Regions from separate parts of the Sus scrofa genome. Here regions 1, 3 and 4 are each linked to region 2. Evidence: chromatin contacts called from public Hi-C and HiChIP or PLAC-seq data. All regions are on one chromosome and are shown on one strand. Each heading gives the region's core, a stretch centred on a gene start, on an enhancer-like site or on the middle of the called end of the contact. The rest is flanking DNA. Distances are from core to core; before and after follow the strand shown. Region 1 overlaps ALS2 (alsin). Region 2 holds the start of CASP10 (caspase 10). Region 3 holds the start of NIF3L1 (NIF3-like protein 1). Region 4 holds the start of CLK1 (CDC like kinase 1).

Evidence for each region. A called contact is a pair of places that touch in the nucleus more often than the background predicts. HiChIP or PLAC-seq counts read pairs in DNA pulled down with a chosen protein or histone mark.
Region 1: a contact with region 2 is called in a Hi-C map of retroperitoneal adipose tissue, with 2.1 times the contacts expected there. The contact joins the enhancer-like site here to the promoter of CASP10 in region 2. A contact is called at or near these places in 3 of 5 promoter capture datasets (fetal liver, fetal skeletal muscle and liver), 1 of 47 Hi-C or Micro-C datasets (retroperitoneal adipose tissue) and 2 of 2 datasets of contacts at active chromatin or transcription factors (alveolar macrophages and skeletal muscle).
Region 3: a contact with region 2 is called in an H3K27ac HiChIP or PLAC-seq map of alveolar macrophages. The contact joins the promoter of NIF3L1 here to the promoter of CASP10 in region 2. A contact is called at or near these places in 1 of 5 promoter capture datasets (liver) and 1 of 2 datasets of contacts at active chromatin or transcription factors (alveolar macrophages).
Region 4: an H3K27ac HiChIP or PLAC-seq map of alveolar macrophages shows a contact between it and region 2. The contact joins the promoter of CLK1 here to the promoter of CASP10 in region 2. A contact is called at or near these places in 2 of 2 datasets of contacts at active chromatin or transcription factors (alveolar macrophages and skeletal muscle).

The regions. Positions count from the first base shown.
Region 1 is chr15:105,327,799-105,330,498 of Sscrofa11.1, reverse strand. It overlaps ALS2 (alsin), which reads left to right. Exons shown (of 34, transcript XM_021076185.1): 34 at 422-1,782. The coding sequence ends at 460. Among named protein-coding and RNA genes, the nearest start is that of MPP4, 9.2 kb to the right of the region's middle. Within about 2 kb of position 1,303, at least 12 of the 83 cell types and tissues checked have an H3K27ac peak or open chromatin away from gene starts, as enhancers often do. A contact at or near this core is called in alveolar macrophages, liver and retroperitoneal adipose tissue, where this site is marked.
Region 2 is chr15:104,856,772-104,859,471 of Sscrofa11.1, reverse strand. It overlaps CASP10 (caspase 10), which reads right to left and starts at 1,371. Exons shown (of 12, transcript NM_001161640.1): 1 at 1,212-1,371.
Region 3 is chr15:104,582,376-104,585,075 of Sscrofa11.1, reverse strand. It overlaps NIF3L1 (NIF3-like protein 1), which reads right to left and starts at 1,340. Exons shown (of 7, transcript XM_003133583.6): 1 at 1,268-1,340. PPIL3 (peptidyl-prolyl cis-trans isomerase-like 3) reads left to right here and starts at 1,324. Exons shown (of 6, transcript XM_013984381.2): 1 at 1,324-2,383. The coding sequence starts at 2,381.
Region 4 is chr15:104,560,879-104,563,578 of Sscrofa11.1, reverse strand. CLK1 (CDC like kinase 1) reads left to right here and starts at 1,437. Exons shown (of 13, transcript NM_001123099.1): 1 at 1,437-1,531.

The DNA of each region.
Region 1 (2,700 bases), core at 54-2,553, 470 kb before region 2:
GTAGGTCTGGAATGATGCTTAATCTCAACCAGTGTGGTTATCAAACATGCTGGGTGATTTTGATTACAGTCGTTTGTATACATTAAACTGATCACCAACATATGCTCAATGTCTGTTCAATAGTGGCTTAGCAAATTAAGGTATTTCTGCTTAATGAAGAATATTATACAGCTTGTAAAAATTTTTTTGTCCGTTTTAGAGTTAGAGGGAATTTTACGAAATTTTAGCTCTACTAATTATAACTCGGAAAAATAGACATGGGCTGGGGAGGAGGACCGGCAGAAACAGGGAAATGAAAGCACCTGATTTTGTTGAGCTATCAGTATTCATAAGGAGTTTCTGTTCTTGGTCTCATGTGCATTGTTATGTTTATGTAATTTCTTTTCAAGTAAGTTTGAAATGGTTGTGAACTTTTTTTCAGGCATGTTACTACCAGATCCAGCGTGAGAAGCTTAACTAGGCTGCATAACAGCTTGACAACTGGATTATCTATTCAGAGTGTTTTAGCACCATCTGCCATCTTCCTGTGGTGGCAAACAAAGAATGGTGTTGAAATGAGGACGTTGTATTATTTTGGTTGTTGTTTCTGAGCCTTGCTAATGATTGGAGCTCTGAGCCCAGACTAAAAGTAGTTGAAGGGGAGGATTGACAAGGAGGAAGAAATCAGATCGACTTTAGTCCCTGGCCTACGTTAAGTTCCCCAAATATGCATCTACTGTTGAAAAAAAGAGGCTCTCCCTTCCTACAGTAAAGAGTATGCCAGCTCATGAAGTTGTAAGAAAAAACTCTCAGTATAGCTTCTTCTATTAAGGAAGTGAATGAATATTTTTGAGCTTCCGGTTTGCCTGCAGTTACCCCAGACCCTTTGCAAGGAGCAGATTGTACTGGAAACTACAGTCGCCACACTCTGCCTTCCTCAATTCCTTGCAGTCATGTGTGCACCATTTCTTCTTTGCTGAGGGAGGGGAAAGAGGAACTTTTAAACTGCAGTTTTAACTTTTTTAAGCTTTTCCACCAGGGTATTCATGATGGGAGAGGTTCTGTGCCGTTAGTACCACACCGTAACCCCCAGCATGGAGCACGTCCAAATAGGAGCCTTCTGCCTCCTGACTAGGAAAGTACGTAGGAATTTTGTTCTTGGATTCCTTACAAGGCTACAGAGTGAATACACTGGAATTCTGACACTGGCTCTGAGCTGCTACGGAACCCCATTCATCCATGTGCAAACGCTGTATCCCGAGGCCTGTGAATGAGAGCCTGAAGAGCTTCGGCATGCAGGCTATGTTCGGAGCAGGACTAGAGACTGGGAAATACGGAAGCAAGAACCGCATCTGTCCTTGACCTGGTATTGTGGTCCTCCCCATACCTCGCACTGAACTCACAGAGGGGAAGGAAAAGGAAACACGCTTTGGCTTTTCCCCTATCAAAAGTGTTGTGACCCCTCGATCTTTTAACCTTCTAGTGTTTCGCTTTGGGCCTTTTTTTTTTTTTTTTTTTTTTTGAATGTCCTGTTATAAGTGGTTGGTTTACATTGTTCAAGTAACACTAGTAGCTGTTTGAGATAACATAGGTGCTCTTCCCGTCTCATCTCCTCCACACCAGAGTGAGCGTACGGAGTATTCTCCTGCTTTATGTTAACATCAGCAGATGTTAATCAATTTTCAAAAAGGATCATGGTTTCTGCTCTACTTTATAATCAAGACAAGTGTTTATTAAAATACTGTTTCGGAATGTTGGCTGTAATGTAACAGCAATTTTCATAATAAAAGATGTTCATCTTTACGAGGTTGTTTTATGATTGCAAAAGAAATGAAACAGGGCAGCCTAAAAATTTAAAAGAAACCCAAGTTTAGTTTTTTGGGGTGGATGAGGTTTCCCTGCATTGGAATCTGTGCCTCTTTGTAGAGGCCTCAGATCCCACTGGGGTTTTAGAGATCTCTCTAAAATAAACATAAACGTGGGAGTTCCCATTGGCTCAGCAGTAATGAACCCAACTATTATCCATGAGGATGCAGGATTGATCCCTGGTCCTACTTGGTGGGTTAAGGATCTGGTATTGCTGTGAGCTGCAGTGTAGGTCACAGATGTGGCTCGGATCTGGCTTTGCTGTAGCTGTGGTGTAGGCCGGTAGCTGTAGCTCTGATTTGACCCCTAGCCTGGGAACTTCCATATACCGTAGGTGTGGCCCTAAAAAGCTAATAATTAGTTAAACATAAACATAATAGTGTCTTTGCTGACAAAGAACAAATTAATTTTCAGACCCTAATAAGCTGAGGACAAGAGTCTTAAAAAGAAATACTAGTATTATTTCTTTGAATAAAAGACATATTTTGATAGTTACAGGTTAAATTTTTTCCCCTACACAGATTCAGGGAAGGAAAACAAGAGGATTTAAAATTTTGGCTAGAAATATGAGGCCTTAGTTAATTGTATACCAGTTGTAATGTCACTTTAGGGAGCGTTTACTTCTCACTGCTGCTTCCTACCAGAATATACCCGCCCATTACTGGAAAGGGACCAAAACAAAGATTTGTTTATGTTAAACACTTTATGTTTCCATTAGGAATTGTTTTGATTTTTGGAATAAACAAATTCCACATTTGTCTCATAAAGGTAAGTTTACTAAATGTCTTTGATCCTAACTTAAGAGGGAAAAACAGAGATAACTGTGGAAGTGGACAAAGAAAAACTTGAAATTCA
Region 2 (2,700 bases), core at 122-2,621:
ACTTCCAGAAATGTCTACCAACCCAAGGCCAACAGGATAACATTACCACCATAACAGGGCAAGGCTTTACTGATTTCACAGAAAGAAAAGCTAGAATCCTAGACCCTAGAAAGAGTGAGTGGTTTCAGACAACAGACTAGGCAGGAAGTCACAAACTAACCCGCCTGACCGGTTCATAAACTTATGGTCTTTCTACATGAAATTTCATTCTAATCAGAGGAACGATAAATTGCAAAAAAAAAAAAAAAAAAAAAAAAGAAAATTTCAGTGTAATTACTCATTTTTTGAGGACGTGAAGTGTATGTTCTCTGTACAAGACTAGGCTGTTTAGAAATAAGAAATTACTCTCTAAAGGAAGGAGAACATAGCAAAGACAAAAAACAGGAGTTCCCACTGTGGTGCAGCGGAAACGAATCTAACTCATATCCATGAGGACTTGGGTTCAATCCCTGGTCTCGATCAGTGGGTTAAGGATCTGGCATTGCCGTGAGCTATGGTGTAGGTCACAGAAGCGGCTTAGATCCTGTGTTGCTTCAGCTGTGGTGTAGGCTGACAGCTACAGCTCCGATTCCATCCCGAGCCTGAGAACCTCCATATGCTGTGGGTGCGGCCCTAAAAAGAAAAAAGGAAAAAAAAAAAAAACCCAAAAAACAAACACCCCCCCCCCAAACATCAATAACAAAGAGTGGTTATATGAAGGTGGTATAATTACAGATAATATAAATTTTCTTCTGGGCTCCTGTCTGTTTTCTCAAATTTTACGCAATTATTTCGCTATTACTTTAATTGTTAGAAAAAGAACCCCCCCCATGTCATTTTTAATGTGATCATCCATGGGGTCTTCCTTGCTAATAGCTCTGTCATACTAGAAACCAAATGACTGGATTCTTGGAGACATCTTATTCTACGAGACATCTTAATCTAACATGGTACATTTGTCTCGCAGTTTCCTAAAGATTCTGATCTTTAGCTTTGGTGAGTCTACCCGACTTTGTCTCCATTTATAGACTAGCATATTTCTACCAGAAAAGGGCTATGTTGGAGCCTTCCTGGGGATTTTTAAACTTTCTTTTTTCCTGGGTTGGCTAATAAATCCAGACAGAACAGTGCCGTTGCTGGCAAGCGTGAGTTTTTCCAAGTTTCCGAGACACATAGCGAGGGCAAAGCCTGGAGTTTAAGACCCCAGCAAGAAAAAGGTATTAATTACATACCTTCAGATCAAATTCCACTGATCTTCTGGAGGTTAAAGTTCTCAGGGAAATTTCCTGGAAACACACCTTGAAAACAATTATAATCCTCTGCGTCCTCCACGTTCCAAGGAAGCTCCCATTTGTTCAGGAAGGGAACTCAACTTGGTGCAGCCCAGGCAAGTGAAACTGTCTCTGAGTTTCGGTAACTTATACTTAGCTCCTGCTGACATCATCTTTCAATCACTCTTCTTGCCTCCTCCCCTTTCGTGGGGTTAGGATAATGCTGACAAACGGCGCCTCCTAGAGGCAGATGCAAGACCAACAGATGAATCGGAGGAAATGCACGTTCCAGGAGGAAATGCACGTTGCAGGAGGAAATGCACGTTGCAGGAGGAAATGGAGGAAGTGCACATTCCAGGAGGAATCGGAGGTGCATTTCCAGGACGGGAACTCCCCAAACTAACCTTTAAAATGAAACTCAAAAAGCTCATGAAACAGTAGTCAGCCATCTTAACCCTTTCTCAAATAAGTCTACGTGCGAATAAACAAACAAATTTAAGGCAAAAAAAAAAAAAAAAAAAAGAATAAGGCAAAAATAAAAAGGAGGGGAACTAGACCTAAAAGCCCATTGGGAAGTATTTGCAAGGAACTCAGTTACCAGTAGACGAAACTGGTGAAGGCTCTGCCCTCCTCGCACATTCAACCCGGCAGAAAAAGATTTTACATTGAATAACAAGACACTATATGGAAGTTCCCATTGTGGCTTAGTGGTAACGAGCCTGACTAGTCCATGAGGAGGCAAGTTTGATCCCTGGCCTCTATTAGTGGGTTAAACGATCCAGCGTTGCCATGAGCTATGGTGTACGTCACAGAAGTGGCTCAGGTCTGGTGCTGCTGTGGCAGCGGGATAGGCCGGTGCTGTAGCTCCAATTGGACCCCTAGCCTGGGAACCTCCATATGCCGCAGGTGCGGCCCTAAAAAGCCAATAAATAAATAAACTATATAATAAAAGCAACACCTAACACTTGTATCCCAACTACCATATGCCAGGTAATATTGACTCATTTAAATCATCCCAACAACCCTCTAAAATAAATACTATTTAAAAATAATCATTTCTTGGAAGTTCCCGTCGTGGCTCAGTGGTTAACGAATCCGACTAGGAACCATGAAGTTGCGGGTTCAATCCCTGGCCTTGCTCAGTGGGTTAAGGATCCGGCATTACCATGAGCTGTGGTGTAGGTCGCAGATGCGGCTCAGATCTGGCGTTGCTGTGGCTGTGGTGTAGGCCGGCGGCTACAGCTTCGATTAGACCCCTAGCCTGGGAACCTCCATATGCAGCAGAAGCAGCCCTAGAAAAGGCAAAAAGACCAAAAAAAAACCACAACACTTCTTTCTTTCCTTTTGTCAAGATGTAATATGAAATGCCTTTTCTTCTGTAATTGTGGGAAGGGTAGAATGAATATTCCCAAACTTGTCTAAATTTAAGTAAATTCATTCTGTGGGTCAG
Region 3 (2,700 bases), core at 91-2,590, 270 kb after region 2:
CTTCCTGCCCCCACCCCACATCCTTGTTCTTGCTCACCCCATCCTTGCTTGAACCAGCCTTCTCCATTTCTCTATTACCCTTCTTTCCAAGTCCCCTTTGACTTCCTAAATAAAGCTTTTCTTAACAAACCTTCCTTTTCTGTGTCCCCCTCCCCCATCCCACCTGCTTCTGCCCTAGTTTTTCTTATGTTACATTCCTGTTTTCTGTCTCCCACAGTACTGGCAAGCTACCAGAGAACAGGAACTATCTCTTCTGTATCTCAGTATCACCAATACAGGCCAGTGCTAAATGCTTACTGCACAGACCGGCACAGTCTCCATTCCCTTATCACAGCAGAATTAAGTTATGGTGGTAGAGACAAACATTAAAAGGTGCTTTATGGGAAAAAAGTAACAACAACATATTTTAAAAATGAAGTGTTTTGTCAGCAGCCAGAATCATGGGATGCGTACGTGGATCACTCTATGAATGGGCAGCAAATGGGCCCCAAACCATATTCAGTATATGGTTTGGAGTCATGTGGAGCCTCCACAAACCACTGGAGCCTGGGGTCTTTGAAGATCTTCTAAGGGTCCTTATACCACTTCCACTCTCCAGATTCCCTGACACTACTCCAACTCCCCAGACTTCTAAATCTGGCAAGCGCTAAAGTGAAGCTCTAGTGGGCCACCACACTGGTTTTGAGTTATCTATTGTTAGATCTGAAGCAGCCCTTGGAAATAACAAAACCACCATTTCCTATGAATCTACAAGCTGCGTAGCTCATTAACAAGAATAGGAGGCAGCAGGGCACAGTGTGAAGGGCACCTGACCCTAAAACCAGACTGACTCCCCGAGCCGCAGCTGTCTAAACAGATTACTCTATCTCTGCGGTTCCCATCTCTGAAGAATAGAATAGCGTTCAGCTCACGGTATCGTCGCAAGATTTCACCGTAAAGTTGGAGAAAATGCTTGGCCTAAAGTCAGCACTGCTTGTTAATAAGTATTATTAGCAGGACCCACTTTACAGCCTGTGAACCTCGCCCTCTTATTTCAGCCCCACTTCAAGCCTTTTCCAGAACAATTAAAAGTGCGGGGAGCACAGTGGGCAAGCCGCGAGTCAGGACCCTGGCCGCTCTAGAACCCTAGGCTCTGGTGCAGCAAACCGGTTTTCTGCGCCTATCTCCTCCCCCGCCTCCTTTCGCGGCAGCACCCCCAAAACCTCAGCCTGCAAGGGCCACAGCGCGCCGACAGGGCCTCATTGCCGCACGCAGGAATCTAACCCACCGGAGAATCACCAGTCCCAGGTTGCCAAGAGCGCTACTTCCGGTCCTGCGCAGAACTTCCTGGAGGCGTAAAAGTGGGCGGGGCGGGGGAGCTGGGCGGAAGAGGTCTTTCCTATTTTGCATCTGAGTTCAGGGGCGCCTGTAGGGATTGCCCAACATTACGCCTTTTGTCCTAGTGTGATTATTTAAGAAGTTCTCTAAGGTCAAAGGAGTTCCTGATGGGGATAAATTACATCCTCTCCCTCGTTCTGGTCGGTTGGGTTTGGGATAGGGAGGAGGAGGAAGGAGGTGAGCAGAGGAGGGGCGTTCTCCTAAGTGGGTCTCCTGCTCGACTTCCGGGTGGCGGCCTGAAGAAACTTTCTTGGAATTTACAGACTCTCCGGAGCACCTGTTATTGAATCTTTGCTGTTTTAACAACAGCTGTGGGCAGAGCCTCCTTGCCTGACCACTTGAATTTCTCACAAGCTTCCTATCTTAATCTATTTCTTGACTAAAAAAATATCTGTATTCAGTGAAGTGGTTAAGTAAGTATGGGGTAGCGTCACTTACTCTTTCATTCACTTGAACACTGGAAGAGCGCTCTATGCTTTAGTTTTTAAGCTGCTTGGAGTGAGTATTCTGGAGGGGAGGGTGTTGTTGAATTAAGCAATTAAAGCATATAATATATTAGTGCTAAGTGCTTTAGGGAAAGGAAATCTTTAAGACAGTATTAAATAGATTTATCAGGTCAATGAGACTTAACTTTTGAGCAGCGACTTGGAGGTGAGGGAAATAGCCGTACTGAGTGTAAGTGTTCCAGGCGAAGGGAAAACCCAATGCTAGGCTTAAGGCAGAAATGTATCAGACTCTTCTTGAAGAGTAAGCAGGGGAAGTAGGAGTTTAGGGGCTGGAGATGAGTAGGATTGCTTGATCGCTTCCACAACCGGATTACTTGGGAGGGATCTGTTCTCCTCGAGAATTTTTCTTTTAAATATGCAGGAAACATGAGCATGTTTGAGTTAAAAGAGGGAAATGAATTAATTCTTTTTCTTTTGGAAATAGAGGCTCGTTTTTGAACTTCTGTCAATAAACTGTAAGAAAGTAACAGTACATCCTGAAACCATCAAGAAGAAAAATGGTAAGTTTTATAGAATTCTTATGAATGTCTTTGTATATATAATTTTTAGAAATCTAGTCAAGGGAAATAAAACTGCATGGAGATTTCAATGACAAGACAAATGATAAGCTGTAGAAGTGTAGAGTATAAAATGATTCTAAACAAAACCGAAACAAAATCACTTTAAAATTCTTATGTTTTTCGGAGTTCCCATTGTGGCTCAGTGGTAACAAATCTGACTAGCCTCCATGAGGATTCAGGTTCGATCCCTGGCCTTGCTCAGTGGGTTAAGGATCCCGTGTTGCCGTCAGCTGTGGTGTAGGTTGCAGATTTGGCTT
Region 4 (2,700 bases), core at 188-2,687, 300 kb after region 2:
AGCAACCCTCTGCCAAGATGTGTGGTTGATTCCAAGTACCCACCTTCTTTAAAATCATAATACTGGAGTTTCCGTCGTGGCGCAGTGGTTAACAAATCCGACTAGGAACCATGAGGTTGCGGTTCGGTCCCTGCCCTTGCTCAGTGGGTTAACGGTCCAGCGTTGCCGTGAGCTGTGGTGTAGGTTGCAGACGCGGCTCGGATCCCGCGTTGCTGTGGCTCTGGCGTAGGCCGGTGGCTACAGCTCCGATTCGACCCCTAGCCTGGGAACCTCCATATGCCGCGGGAGCGGCCCAAGAAATAGCAACAACAACAACAACAAAAAAGACAAAAGACAAAAAAAAAAAAAAAATCATAATACTGACCTCTTCCCTACCTCTTCAGAGCAGTTCCTCAGAGCTTCCTTTTTTTTTTTTTTTTTTAATGTTTATGGCCAGGGTCGGCAATTACTTTGTTCTATCAAGTTGCAGCTTTATTTTTGTTATTCAGAGGTTGTTTCCAGATAATTCTGTCCTCTTTTGGAAGACATGTAGAAGTTTCATGGCCAAGCTGCTGCAGTGTCAGCCTGGATCCTAAACCCACTACACCACAAGGGAACTCCTCATTTGATTCTAGTTCCCATTTTCCGGCCATTTTTTTTTTTTAACCCACTATCAAAGATGTGCCTCAGGTATATATGATAAAGAAATGGAAGGAGTATAAGCCTTTCAATGGCGAGAAAAGAGTATGTCACAGCAGTGACATCAGATCCTTAAGCTGCTGAGCCACCAGGGAACTCCAAGAGAAGTCCAAATTTGTCTTCTCTTAATGATCTTTCAGTCCCCCCACCCCAACTCTTTAGTTTACTTGGCCTTTACACGCAGAGGCCTTGCTCCATGCGGAAGTGTTGCTATATTGTGAGGAGTCCCTCTCACATTTCTTCGCCTTTGAAAATCTCGGGAAAATCCTTCCAATCCAATTTCTGTCCGTGAGTCCCAGCCACTAAAATTTTAAATTGGTTTCAGAACCTTAGCAAAAGTCCAAATCCAGGCACGTCCTAATTTGGAACTATCTGATGAAGGTGGTGTAAATTTTTTAAAGCATTATTTTAGACGTTGTAACGCTATTTCGCACTCTGCTTCCTTCAGCTTCTCATTTCTAGCGTTCACAAATACAATTTTTAGTTGAGCATGGACGAGGCGCTCCTCCCCAACGCTTAAAACGTCTCCTCAGCCCAAACACAGAACAGAGACAACATGGCCGCGGTCACAGCTCCCTCTGCTCAACCTGGTTGCGGAGCTTCGAACCCGGCGCCTGCGCACACGTCCCCCGCCCCCCTCCCTGGGCGCCAGCTCAGCCCCACCCTTTGTGCAAGCCCCGCCCCACCCGGAGGCGGAGTGACGTTTGCAGCGTCATCTTGTTTTCCCGGAGAGCCCAGACGCTTCGGCAATCGGCTCCATTTTGTTGTTGGACCTTGTCGCAGCCAGCTGGGTGTTTTCCGTTGTCGCGTTGCAAGCATTGTCTCCTGAGGCTTGGACTTTTTGGCCTGGACGGTAAGATGCAGAAGGAAGCGGGCTGGGTGTCAGGGCCCCTTTTCTGTTTCCCGAGAGCGTCTGTGACGTTCCCCTTCAAGCTTGTTGGCCGTCTGCAGTCCTGCAGGGTGACCCCTTTTCCCCTCGCACCGCCCCCCACCGCGCTTCGGCTGCACAAAGGTGGACAGCTCGTCTTCTATGCTTTTCCGAGTCCGCCGCTGCGGATTTCTATTTGAACCGTGACGCTCCAGACCCTGGCGGAGGGTAGTGACAGTGTTTGTTAGGCGGAGAGAGCTCGAACGTGTGCCTTCCCTAGAGGGAGCAGGGATCCCGATCCCCGGCGCTCCGAGCGCCATGTCGGTGGCGCAGGCGTCGGCCGAGCTCTAAGATGGCGGCGGGGCGGAGGCGGCGAAGCTGCGGGCGGAGGGTGGCCGCCAGAACGGCGTTCTGGAATGTGCGTGAGACGCGCTCCTCTGAGGACCTTCGTTCGTAACAGAGGGAAAGAAGGAACACAGGGACCGGGTGTAAGACGGTCTCACTGTCCGCTCGAGTCTTAAAGTAATTCGAGGGGAAATGGCGAGTGTCTTTGCCGTCAGTGGCGTAAACAGAAAGCAGGTTTAGGAACTCGACGGAAGAGAAATGATGTGGCATATTTGGAGGAGCTTGTGAGAGAAGCCAGGCGGTCGGGCACAGGCTTGGGAGTTTCTCCCCCAGCCCACCCCCTTGGGAACAATTGGATCCCCTTAAGTTGTGTTTAGAGACGAGGTGGTGCCCGGGCGGTTAGTACTGCTGTGAACGGTAGTTGATGAAAAGTTTATCTCTAATGTCTTTTTCAAGTTGTTAGGGATTTTTGGTTCTGACATTTCTTTAGGGAAAATGGTTTACACCGATGGTTGTGTAAGTTGCTCGTAGGCTAAGCTAGGTGTTTCTCTCCTTTTGGAAGGGATTAGCAACGAAATTCTGCTGTGTAGCACTGGGAACTATGTCTAGTCACTTATGATGGAGCATGATAATGTGAGGAAAAAGAATGTATACGTGTATGTGTAACTGGGTCACCATGCTGTACAGTAGAAAAAAAATTGTATTGGGGAAATAATAAAAAAAAGTGATGCACATCTGAATGGGCGAGTTATATATAAAGTAAATGCGTGCTTCTGGCAGGAAAGGATTTTTCCCAAAGTTGATCAATT